Regions from separate parts of the Sus scrofa genome. Here region 1 is linked to region 2. A link is a contact called in public Hi-C data. All regions are on one chromosome and are shown on one strand. Each heading gives the region's core, a stretch centred on a gene start, on an enhancer-like site or on the middle of the called end of the contact. The rest is flanking DNA. Distances are from core to core; before and after follow the strand shown. Region 1 has its middle 7.0 kb from the start of C2H19orf66. Region 2 holds the start of LOC100517145 (complement C3).

Region 1 (5,866 bases), core at 452-2,951, 44 kb after region 2:
GGCCACCTCACATCATATGGAGTTTCCGGGCCAGGGATCAGAACTGAATTGCGACCTATGCCCCAACTGTGGCAACGCTGGATCTTTAACCCACTGTGCTGGGCCAGGGATCAAACCTGCATCCCAGTGCTCCCAGGACAGTGCCAATCCCATTGAGCCGCAGCGGGAACTCCTAGGGTGACACTCGGTTTACTCCACACAGTGCTCCCGTCTTTTGGGGTCCAGCTGAAACCAAACAAGACTTTCTTCTACCTCAATGACTGTGCTCTGGGTGTGAACATCCAAGCTCAGTGAGTTCTTTTATCCCCCAGTCCAGCCAGAGGACCAGGGATGCCAAGAAATGGAATGGGTAGAGAGAAGTGAGCCACTTCTGTGGTAGCACCAGATTCTTTAACCCACTATGCCAGGCTAAGAATCAAACCTGTGTCCTGGCCCTGCAAAGGCATCAATCATCCTGGTGTGCCACAGTGGGAACTCCTAGACATGTTTTTTTGTTCGTTTTTTGGGTTTTTGTTTTTTATTTTTTAGGTCTGCACCCACAGCATATGGAAGTTCCCAGGCTAGGGGTTGAATCAGAACTGCAGCCACTGGCCTACGCCACAGCCACAGCAACATGGGGTCTGAGCTGCATCTGCAACCTACACCACAGCTCAGGGCAACTCGGATGCCCAACCCACTTAGTGAGGCCAGGGATCAAACCCAAAACCTCATGGATACTAGTGGGATTCATTTCCACTGCGCCACAGTGGAAACTCCCTACCCTTGATTTTAAGTCACTTTTTTCCTTTAGTTATCACTATTATGAAGTCAGATAGAAAAACAAGTAGCTTGGAGTTCCTGTTGTGGCACAGCGGAAACATATCTGACTAGGAACCATCAGGTTGCGGGTTCGATCCCTGACCTTGCTCAGTGGGTTAAGGATCCAGCATTGCTGTGAGCTGTGGTGTAGGTCACAAACATGACTCAGATCTGGCGTTGCTGTGGCTGTGGCTGTGGCCAGCAGCTGTAGCTCTGGGAACCTCCACATGCCGCATGTGCAGCCCTTAAAAAAAAAAAAAAAAAAAAAAAAAAAAACAAAGAAAAAGAAGTAGCTCAAAGGAAAAAGACCTGGAAGAATATGCATCAAATGTAATGGGGCTTATTCTGGGGACAGGGTAATGAGGAGTTACCAACCCTTCTTGTATTGTTGTTGTTATCATTATTATCATTACTATTATCATTATCACTATTAATGATACATGAAGACATTCTAGCAAAAAGATTCCCCAGATTATAGAGATATAGGAAAGAAAATGCATTACCCCATCCAAAGCCTCCCCATCCAGGAAGCAGAACTGTCCATGGCTTGTTGGCACACCCTGTGCCCTCTTTCCTGTGTGTTTCTGGACACCGATGGCCACAGGCAAAGCTTTAACTTAAGGTTTTATTTTGCTGTGTATATAAAGACTTCCTCTTTCTAAATAAAATCTTTCTTAATATTTTTTAGAACCAGCACACTTCACTTTGGCAACCAGAAAAAAAAAAGAAAAAAGGCAGTGTCCTGGGGTGGGTTTTTTGGGGCACAGGGGCTGGGGGGTGTTCTACAAATTTGAAATTTCAAAATGTGAGATATAAAGAGCTGAAGTCACCTGAACACCCCCACTCCCAGAGCTAAGATTACCACATGCACTTTCCTGAGAGCTTTCTGGAAGGTGGGATCAATGATTAACTGTGGATGTGTCTGCTGCCAGGAGCAGACAGGGAGCCACCAGGCTCAGGGCTGGAGCAGAGGACTGTTTTCCCCACATTTCATGCCAGGGGAAAAGCAACATAAACCAAGGTGGTGTGGTAATAAAAATAGCTACGCGTTCCTGGGAGGGTTACTGTGTTTTGTATCCTTGAATCAGCACAATCCCATAAGAATATAATGGAAGCTGCATCTGTAATTTTAAATTTTCTAGTCATCACATTTAAAAAAACAAAATGAGGGAGTTCCTGTTGTGGCTCATTGGTTAATGAACCCAACTAGTACCCATGGGGACGCAGGTTCAATCCCTAGCCCCGCTCAGTGGGTTATGGATCTGGCATTGCCATAAGCTGTGGTGTAGGTCACAGACGCCACTCAGATGTGGCTTTGCTGTGTTTGCGGTATAGGCTGGCAGCTGCTGCTCCGATTTGACCCCTTGGGGGGAAACTTCCATATGCTGCGAGTGTGGCCCTAAAAAGAAAGAAAGAAATAAAAAATAAAAAGGCAAAATGAAACCAGTGAAATTGAAGATAATTTTATTTAGCCCAGTGCATCTGAAATAGTATCACTTCAACCTGTAATTAGAACAAAAAGTCAATGGTGTGTTATTTAACATAAATCTTTGAAATCCAGTGTGCATTTGATCCTGACAGCACCTCTGGATTAGGACCTGCCATGTTTCAAGGGCTCAAAGGCTACATGTGGCCAGAGGTTAACCTTTCAGACCGCACAGGTCTACACGGTTTATCTAGTGTTTTAATATTTTTTCATTAAAGTATAGTTGATTTACAATGTTGTGCCAGTTTCTGCTGTAGAACAAAGTGACCCAGTCATACACACACACACATATATATATATACATATATACACATTCTCTTTCTCATACTATCTTCCATCATGGTCTATCCTAAGAGACTGGATATAATTCCCCATGCTGTACAATAGGACCTCATCGCTTATCCATTCTCAATATAATAGTTTGCATCTACCAATCCCAAACTCTCCATCCATCTCACTCCCTCCCCACTCCCCCTTGGCAACCACAAGTCCATTCTCTACGTTTGTGGGTCTCTTTGGGTATAGATATGTTTACCTATCTTTGTACATAAATACATTTATGTTACTCTTTGTACATAGGTTTTAGTTTATCTACATTAACTCACAGAACCTTCACACCTTTATTCTAACTTCAGAAATGGGGAAACTGAGGAGTTCCCGTCGCGGCGCAGTGGTTAACGAATCTGACTAGGAACCATGAGGTTTCAGGTTCGATCCCTGCCCTTGCTCAGTGGGTTAAGGATCCAGCGTTGCCATGAGCTGTGGTGTAGGTCACAGATGTGGCTCGGATCCCACGTTGCTGTGGCTCTGGCGTAGGCAAGTGGCTATAGCTCCGATTCGACCCCTAGCCTCCATATGCCACGGGAGCAGCCCTAGAAAAGGCAAAAAGAAAAAAAAAAGAAAAAGAAAAAAAAAAAAAAAAGAAATGGGGAAACTGAAACCCAGAAAGATGATGAGATTGCTCAAAGAACTAGCAATGGACCCAAACTCAGACTGTCTGGTACCAAAGTTTGCCTCCTTGACCTCTATATTTCTCCTCAATTCCAGCTTGAAAGAGCATAGAGGTCCTAACTTTGCCAGTTATAAGCCAGGTGCCCATGTGATTTTCCCAGGCTAGGGGTCTCATCGGAACTGTAGCTGCCAGCCTACATCACAGCCACAGCAATGTGGGATCCAAGCTGCATCTGCAACCTTCACCACAGCTCACTGCAAAGCCAGATCCTTAACCCACTGAACGAGGCCAGGGATCAAACCCGCAACCTCATGGATCCTACTCAGATTCATTAACGACTGAGCCACGCACTATTTTCTTAATCACTCTGAAACTCAGGTTCTTCATCTGATAAAAAGGCTGGTGGTGGAATTCCTGCTGTGGCTCAACAGAATCTTGGAGCACTTGTTCAATTCCTAGCCCAACACAGTGGGTAGGTCGCAACTCCTGCTCCATCTGATCCCTGACCTGGGAACTCCATATGCCTTGGGGTGGCCAAAAAAGAAAAAAAGGGACAGTGGCACCTAAGCCAGAAGGCTGAGAGATGACTTGATAGCCTGAAGCCTGAAAGACACCCCACAGAGATCCTGGAACCCAGCTGGCTCTGAGGATACTTAGCCTGTTTCAGCTGCTGCGATGTCTCCACTCACAAAATTCATTTGAACAGAGTTCCAAACAAGCCACCCAACTTTTGCACATAATGCATTCCTGGAAATTGATTTCGCAAAACTCAAACAATAGATTTCTGGGCTGTAAAGGACATTCTAAGGACTACACAAATTATGAAATCCCAAATTACTTCTCACTTCTTAAGTGTCATTATTAAAGACAGATTTCCAGGATTTCATACATGTTATTTTTTAAAATAATTGGATTTGTCTTATTGTGTATTTTCTTGGTTCTGATTACAAAAGTGATAGATGCTTATTGCAAAAAAAAAATTGATTGTTAGAGAAATATGCCATGTGGAAGGTAAAGGTGCTGTGGTGGAGATGCACATGCAGAAATATTCACAAATGGTTTGGGTGTGTGCCCAGGGAGGGTTGGCGAGGCCCCAGCTGTCAAAGCACCAGAATATGGGAGTTTCTGTCGTGGCTCAGTGGTTAACAAACCCAACTAGCAACGATGAGGACATGGGTTTGATCCCTGGCCTCTCTCAGTGAGTTAAGGATCCAGCGTTGCCGTGAGCTGTGGTGTAGGTTGCAGACGCGGCTCAGATCCCAAGTTGCTGTGGCTGTAGCGTAGGCTGGTGGCTGCAGCTCCAATTCGACCCCTAGCCTGGGAACCTCCATATGCCATGGTGCTGCCCTAAAAAGACAAAAAGAGAGAGAGAATGAATGAAAAGAAAGAAACTGTTAAAATAGCACACAATGCTTTAATAAGTTTTGATGAACTACCCCCTCCAAAGGTTCTAATAAGGGACACTTTTCTAAGGAACAGTTTGGAGCTTTCCCATTTCCAAGACCACCAATTCTGGGCATCCCAAATTTCTTCATTTTCGTTAAACTGAGGGGGAAATTGACTAGGTTCCAAAAAGCACACACATACTCCAATTGTGTCCATCACCTCCACAATTAAACATACTGTGGGGAGTTTCCTGGTGGCTCAGTGGGTAAAGGATAAGCTGTTGTCACTGCTGTGCCTCAGTCACAGCTGTGACTCGGATTCGATCCCTGGCCTCAGAACTTCCACATGCCATGGGTATGGCAAAAAAAAAAAAAAAAAAAAAAAAAAAACCAACCCCGAAACATACTGTCACCCAGTGTATACCTCAAAAAGTCTAACTGAAGTTCAAGATTTGGGGTTTGGGGCATGAGCTTCCTCTTCTCCCTGCTTGCAAGGCCAGGCCACGGTGGCCTTTAGTTTCCCACAACAGATCAAGTCCCTTCCCACCTCAGGGCCTTTGCGCATACTGTTTCCTCTGCCCTGCACCTCTTCTCTAGTTCCTATTCACTTTTTAGAGGGAACCCTTTATTGGGTTTGAACTTGTTTTCCCTTTTGTAATAATATTACTACCTTTATAGGATTGCTAGGAAGATACAAAGGGATACCTAGTTTAAAACACTTGACACAGGAGTTCCCGTCGTGGCGCAGTGGTTAACGAATCTGACTAGGAACCATGAGGTTGTGGGTTCAGTCCCTGCCCCTGCTCAGTGGGTTAACGATCCGGCGTTGCCGTGAGCTGTGGTGTAGGTTGTAGACGCGGCTCGGATCCCGTGTTGCTGTGGCTCTGGCGTAGGCTGGCAGCTACAGCTCCGATTCGACCCCTAGCCTGGGAACCTCCATATGCCGCGGGAGCGGCCCAGAGAAATAGCAAAAAGACAAAAAAATTAAAAAAAAAATAAAACACTTGACACAATGTTGCGGAAAGTGCTAAGATTTCAATTCAAGAGGCACCTCCTCCATGAAGCCCTCCCTGACCACCCTATGCAGATCACATGAAGCCCTCCCTGACCACCCTATGCAGATCAGGTTCTGAGGTGTTATCCTTTCTCACAGATTTCTCATTTATTTTCCCTCTCTGTCTCATATACTATCAATATAATTAAATAACTACTTACAGTATTATCTGCTTCATGTTTCTCTTTCCC
Region 2 (5,367 bases), core at 76-2,575:
ATTCATTCACCTTGTCTAACCTTCTCCTCCCCCCCCCCTTAAAAAAAAAGAATCTGGAAAGTGGGTACACATTGCACCTGAATCACAGGAGGCTGTGAGGTTTAAGAAGAAATTGCGTCATAGACATTAGTAAGTTCTCAGAGAACGTCCACTTGACTCAAGCAGGGACCTTGCCTATTATGGTCATTGCTGTGTCTCCAGCCTGCTAAGTAGGGCCAAGTTTGTATTAAATACTCAGTGAAACTTGGTTACATAAATGTATATTATCATCATTGTGTGGAGGAGATCTTGGGACCCTTCCAAGCTGACGGTGATTGAAAAAGAAAGAACCAGGCAACCTTGTCTGCAACCCTACCTGCTTCTAAGAGGCAGACACCACAAACTGGGTTCAACATCTTTAACATGTCATAGAATTCCCAGAAATCACCTCAGAGGACACTCGAGGAAGATGGAGAACAGCTTTACTACGCCGGTGTGTTCACAGGAAATTGCTTCCCAATCATGGACCCCGAACAGAAAGGGGAAGACACATTTATAGTGCTTGCTTATGTGTCTAACATGCTACATTAATCTTTATTACATGCAGGATACAGAAAGATGTATAGCTGTACAGAATGTCTTATATTGTTACTTTAATGATTGACTTCAAGTACAACCTAGCTATTTTTGAATTTCTTTAGAACAATCGGGGCCCGGAGTTTCTCAAGTCCTAATGACTTTGTTTTTCTCAGAGCCCTCGTATGAGTCACCTTAAGTTCACCAAGATGGATGGTGGCAGCAAAATGGCTTTGCTCTTGTCAAGCTCCCTATTCCCTTTTCCAAGCCCCTACAAACAGGCATATTAAACAGCCAGTGAGAATTCCTTCAAGATAGAGAAAGCCTTCTTCCAGAAATGCTTCAAGCATGATGTGTTTTCCTCCCTGGTTTAAGATGTATCATTTGCCTTCTGGAGAAGGAGCCCAGAGAGATTGGCATGATTTAGGAATAATGGACAATGTCGCAATTTACCAAGTGTAGTCGTCTCCTGAAAGGAAGGAGAAGAACCATGCGGCTCATGCTGGGTGCAGAAAGATCTGAAGCCCTGGGAGAGGACTTGACCTGTGCATTTTCCAGAAGCTTCCATTTCAGTGGGTTCCGGGGCCAAGGAGCTAAACACCATGTGGCAGATTGTGCCTGTGATTGGGAAATGAAAACATAATGCCTGAGCTGCCGTGTGAGCAGCTACCCTAGCAACTCTTGCCAGTTTCACAAGGACAGAGGTGGGGACTAGCCTGTCTCCTCCTGCCCCTGCCAGCCAATCCCAACCCAAGCCTGGAGTTCATGCCCAGGGCCACGTGAGCCAGGCTCCCTGCTGGGGGAGGGCGTGGGGGCAGGGCTTCAAGATAAGCCCCCTAGGCTGATGGGAAAGGCAGCCTTCCTAATACGCTGACCTCCCCAAGGCAGGGGGTGGGGCGGAAACCCTTCTCTATGCAAATATCCCCAACCCCCCATGCCTTGGAGGCCCAGCTGAGGAGGGAGAAGGGGCCCCCTCCTGCCACCTGGATTTATGGGAATGTCCTCCCCACCATCGTTTAGATATTAACTCAGGGGACAGGCCAAGGCAAGGCAAACAGAGCAGAGCTGGGGTGGACCAGAGGACAAGCATCTGTGGCTCGTGGCCCCACATCATCCTCCCACCGCCATGGATGTGCCCTGGCCCCTGGGGTTGATTCTGCTCCTCCTGGGGGCCCAAGTCGTCCATGCTGAGCCACTGTGAGTCTGGAGAACCAGGGGACATCTGCCATCTGCCTGATGCCCTTGCATGCCACCCCATCCATCACTTCCCCCACTTGAGTCCCCCTGTGCCTCTTTGTCTGCTGGCAGGTACATGCTGGTGACCCCCCGGGTCCTGCGGGTCAGCAGTCCAGAGAACATCCATGTGCAGGCTCACTCAGACTCCGGAGAGCCCCTCACCAGGCCCCTCGAGGTCAATCTCACCGTGTGGGACTTCCCCATGAAGAAGACCATCGTGGCCAGGAGCCAGCTCATTCTCTCACCAGAGAACAACTTTATGGACCAGACACCGGTGACGGTGGGTGACAGGCCAGGATGGGCAGCCGGAAGGGGAGGTGCTGGGTCAGCACCAAGAGTGGAGAGGGGCGGACTCTAGAGAGACTTCCCATGAGGCTCACTGGAGAAGAGGTGCAGTGCCTGGATATACTTAGTAGTCCCATGTTTCGCTTTTTTTTTTTTTTTTTTTTTTTCCCTCCCACTACTCGCACATGTGTAAATTCCAGGGCTAGGGATCGCACCATAGCAGTGACAACGCCAGATCCTTAATCCACTGAGACACCAGGGAACTCTGTCCTGTCCATTTAGAAATCCCAAGTCCCATGGAGCTCTCTTGTGGCACAGCAGTTTAAGGATCCAGTGTCGTCACTGCTATGGCTCTGGTTCCATCCCTGGCCCGGGAACTTATGTATGACGAGGTCACAGCCAAAGACAGATAGATGGGTAGATAGATAGATAGACAGACAGATAGATGATAGATAAAATAAAAATAAAGTGCCTTAAGTCGTCTGGATTAGCCCATATAACGCCTCTGTGCAAATTAGTTCAAAGGCGCCCTCTGCTGGTGTCTTGGGAAGCTGAGCCTAAAAGGAATCGCATCCCTCCTGGGCTGGGTGGGTGTGCTTGTTCAGGAGCAACCTGGACCACACACGTGGGGACCTTGTTCCCAAAGGCAGAGCCACAGAGCTCCCATTCCACTGATACTCCAAGATCCCGCCCAGAGCTTTGTCCGCAAGGATGGAGACCCCAGCAGGCCCTGAGTGTGGGTATCTTTCTCCAGATTCCCAAGAAACTGGTATACCCCCCGCAACCAGGGACACAGTATGTCATCATCCAGGCAAGATGGGCACCCACCTCCGTCTCTTCATCCATGGAGAAGCTGGTGCTGGTGGCTCCTCATGCTGGCTACATCTTCATCCAGACAGACAAGACCATCTACACACCTGAGCACTTGGGTAAAACCCCCGGTTATCTGGCCTGGAGCAGTCACTGACTCTCAAGATGCCCACATGTTCCATGTCCCAAGGTGTCCTTCTGTCCAAGGTCCCCCCAGTGCCCAAGGTCCTGATGGCCCCACACACATACACACACTCACCTTTCCAAACTCTCCCACGCTCAGAGTCCTTCCTCCTCCTCCTCCAGTTCAATACCGGGTGTACACTGTGGACCACAAGATGGATCCTGTGACCAGGACATTCACTCTGGACATCAAGGTGGCCTCTCCTGAGGGGAGAGTAGATCCTAGACATTGGGGTTGGATCATGTGCCGGAGGCCTAGGGCATGAAATACCCATTCCCTCTCCCCACAGAACCCTCAAGGGGTCACTGTGATCAGCCAAGACTTCCAGGCCAAGGATGGGGTCTTAGCAAGCTCCTTCCCCCTCCCAGAGCTCATCAGGTACCTGCTGGGACCCCTAGGGCTGGGCTGGAGAGCTTGGCAGCTTCTTTTCTCAGGCTCCAGCTCTACTGACATTCTGTCCTCAGTCTTGGGACCTGGAGCATCGAAGCCAGTTACCAAAGTGCGCCCAAGCAGAAGTTCAAGGCAGCCTTTGAGGTGAAGGAGTACGGTGAGAGGGGTGTAATGAGAAGGGTGTGACGGGGCAGACAAGGTGGGGCTCACAAGGAATGGTGCTGGAACCAGAAGGGAGGGTTCATGTTGCCCCCACAGGGTGCCAAGGCCTGAGTTAGGTGCTGGTGAATGAGACCAAGTGTTTCAGCCCTTGTGGGTTGCCAGAATCACTGAGGAAGGAGCAGGGCGGTGTCGGGTGTGGGGGTGGCGGTGAAATGTCAAGGATGGGAGTTCCTGTCGTGGTTCAGTGGTTAGCGAACCTGACAAGCTTCCATGAGGACGTGAGTTCAATCCCTGGCCTTGCTCAGTGGGTTAAGGATCCAGCGTTGCCATGAGCTGTGGTGTAGGTGGCAGACGCGGCTCAGATCCTGTGTTGCTGTGGCTGTGGCATAGACCGGTGGCTACGGCTCCAATTGGAGCCCTAGCCTGGGAACCTCCATATGCCGCAGGTGTGGCCCTAAAAAGACAAAAAGACAAAAAAAAAGAAAGAAAGAAATGTTGAGATTGACTCTCCCTCTGTTTTTTTTTTTTGCTTTTGTTTTTGTTTTTTGTTTTTTGTTTTTTTGGCCACCCCACTGCATATGGAGTTTCCAGGCCAGAGATCAGATCTGAGCCGCAGTTGTGACCTATGCCCCAGCTGTGGCAACAGGGTATCTTTAACCCACTGTGCCAGTCTATGGAGCAAACCTGCATCCCATTGCTCCCAAGACACTGCAGATCCTGTTGTGCCACAGCAGGAACTCCTAGGATAATACTCTCTTTACTCCACCCAGTGCTCCCGTCTTTTGAGGTCCAGCTGAAACCAAACAAGACTTTCTTCTACCTCAACGACTATGCTCTGGGTGTGAACATCCAAGCCCAGTGAGTTCTTTTATCCCCCAGCCCAGCCAGAGAACCAGGGATGCCAAGAAATGGAATGGGTAGAGAGAAGTGAGCCACTTCTGTAGCTCTTAGGGTATAGGAGAGGCACTCTCTGCCACCCTGAGACATTCTTGTCCCGTGAGGTTGTGCAGGTCTCTGGAGTTGTACAGGCTGCCTTGGCTCCCTGATGGAGTTATACCACATCTCATGGTTTGGACCATCTCTAAAGGCCCCTGAGGTTGCACAGGCACCGTTGCCATCTGATGAGATGGTCCAAACCCTCTATGAAGCTCTGAAATTGCAAAGGCCGCCTTTGCTATCTTATGTAATGTCCAGGCCACTCCGCAGCTCTTCAAGGTTGTACAGGCAATGGTGTCCACCTAGGATTGTGAGGGCCAGGTCCGACACTTCTTGACACTATACAGACCATTTCTGCAGCTCTCCCCTGCAATCCAGTCCACCTGGTCTGCCTGATGAGGCTTCACTGGCCACCTTTGCACCCCAGGGGGTGTCCAGACTTCTCTGAGTCTCCCCATGCCTATACAGCCGACCTCTACCGTCTTGTGAGGTTGCACAGGCCACATCTGCCACCCAACAAGGCATTATGGGACATATTTGTCATCTCTCAGGGTTGCCTTGGTGGTGAATGACACCATCTAAGTTCCCAGGGGCCACTTCCACCCCTCTCAAAGTGTAACAGCCATTTCTGCAGCCCTGTGACATCATCTCTGCAGCTACACGAGATTGTGTGGGTGCTTTAGAGCCAATAAGGTGGTTGCCCATCCCCTAGGTATATATTCAACAAGCCAGTGAATGGACATGCTCTGGCCATCTTCGGGGTGAAGCTGGATTCTCGTCAGATATCCATCCAGAAGTCCCTGCGGAGG

What was found. A called contact is a pair of places that touch in the nucleus more often than the background predicts.
Region 1: a Hi-C map of liver shows a contact between it and region 2, with 2.3 times the contacts expected there. The contact joins the enhancer-like site here to the promoter of LOC100517145 in region 2. A contact is called at or near these places in 1 of 5 promoter capture datasets (liver) and 6 of 47 Hi-C or Micro-C datasets (embryonic fibroblasts, liver and skeletal muscle).

What each region holds. Positions count from the first base shown.
Region 1 is chr2:68,932,345-68,938,210 of Sscrofa11.1, forward strand. No RefSeq gene overlaps it. Among named protein-coding and RNA genes, the nearest start is that of C2H19orf66, 7.0 kb to the right of the region's middle. Within about 2 kb of position 1,702, at least 4 of the 83 cell types and tissues checked have an H3K27ac peak or open chromatin away from gene starts, as enhancers often do. A contact at or near this core is called in liver, where this site is marked.
Region 2 is chr2:68,888,893-68,894,259 of Sscrofa11.1, forward strand. It overlaps LOC100517145 (complement C3), which reads left to right and starts at 1,326. Exons shown (of 41, transcript XM_005654852.3): 1 at 1,326-1,752; 2 at 1,864-2,071; 3 at 2,831-3,005; 4 at 3,193-3,263; 5 at 3,360-3,448; 6 at 3,535-3,617; 7 at 4,393-4,480; 8 at 5,271-5,367. The coding sequence starts at 1,682. It overlaps LOC102165061 (a long non-coding RNA gene), which reads right to left and starts at 2,065. Exons shown (of 4, transcript XR_298095.3): 1 at 1,978-2,065; 2 at 1,009-1,173.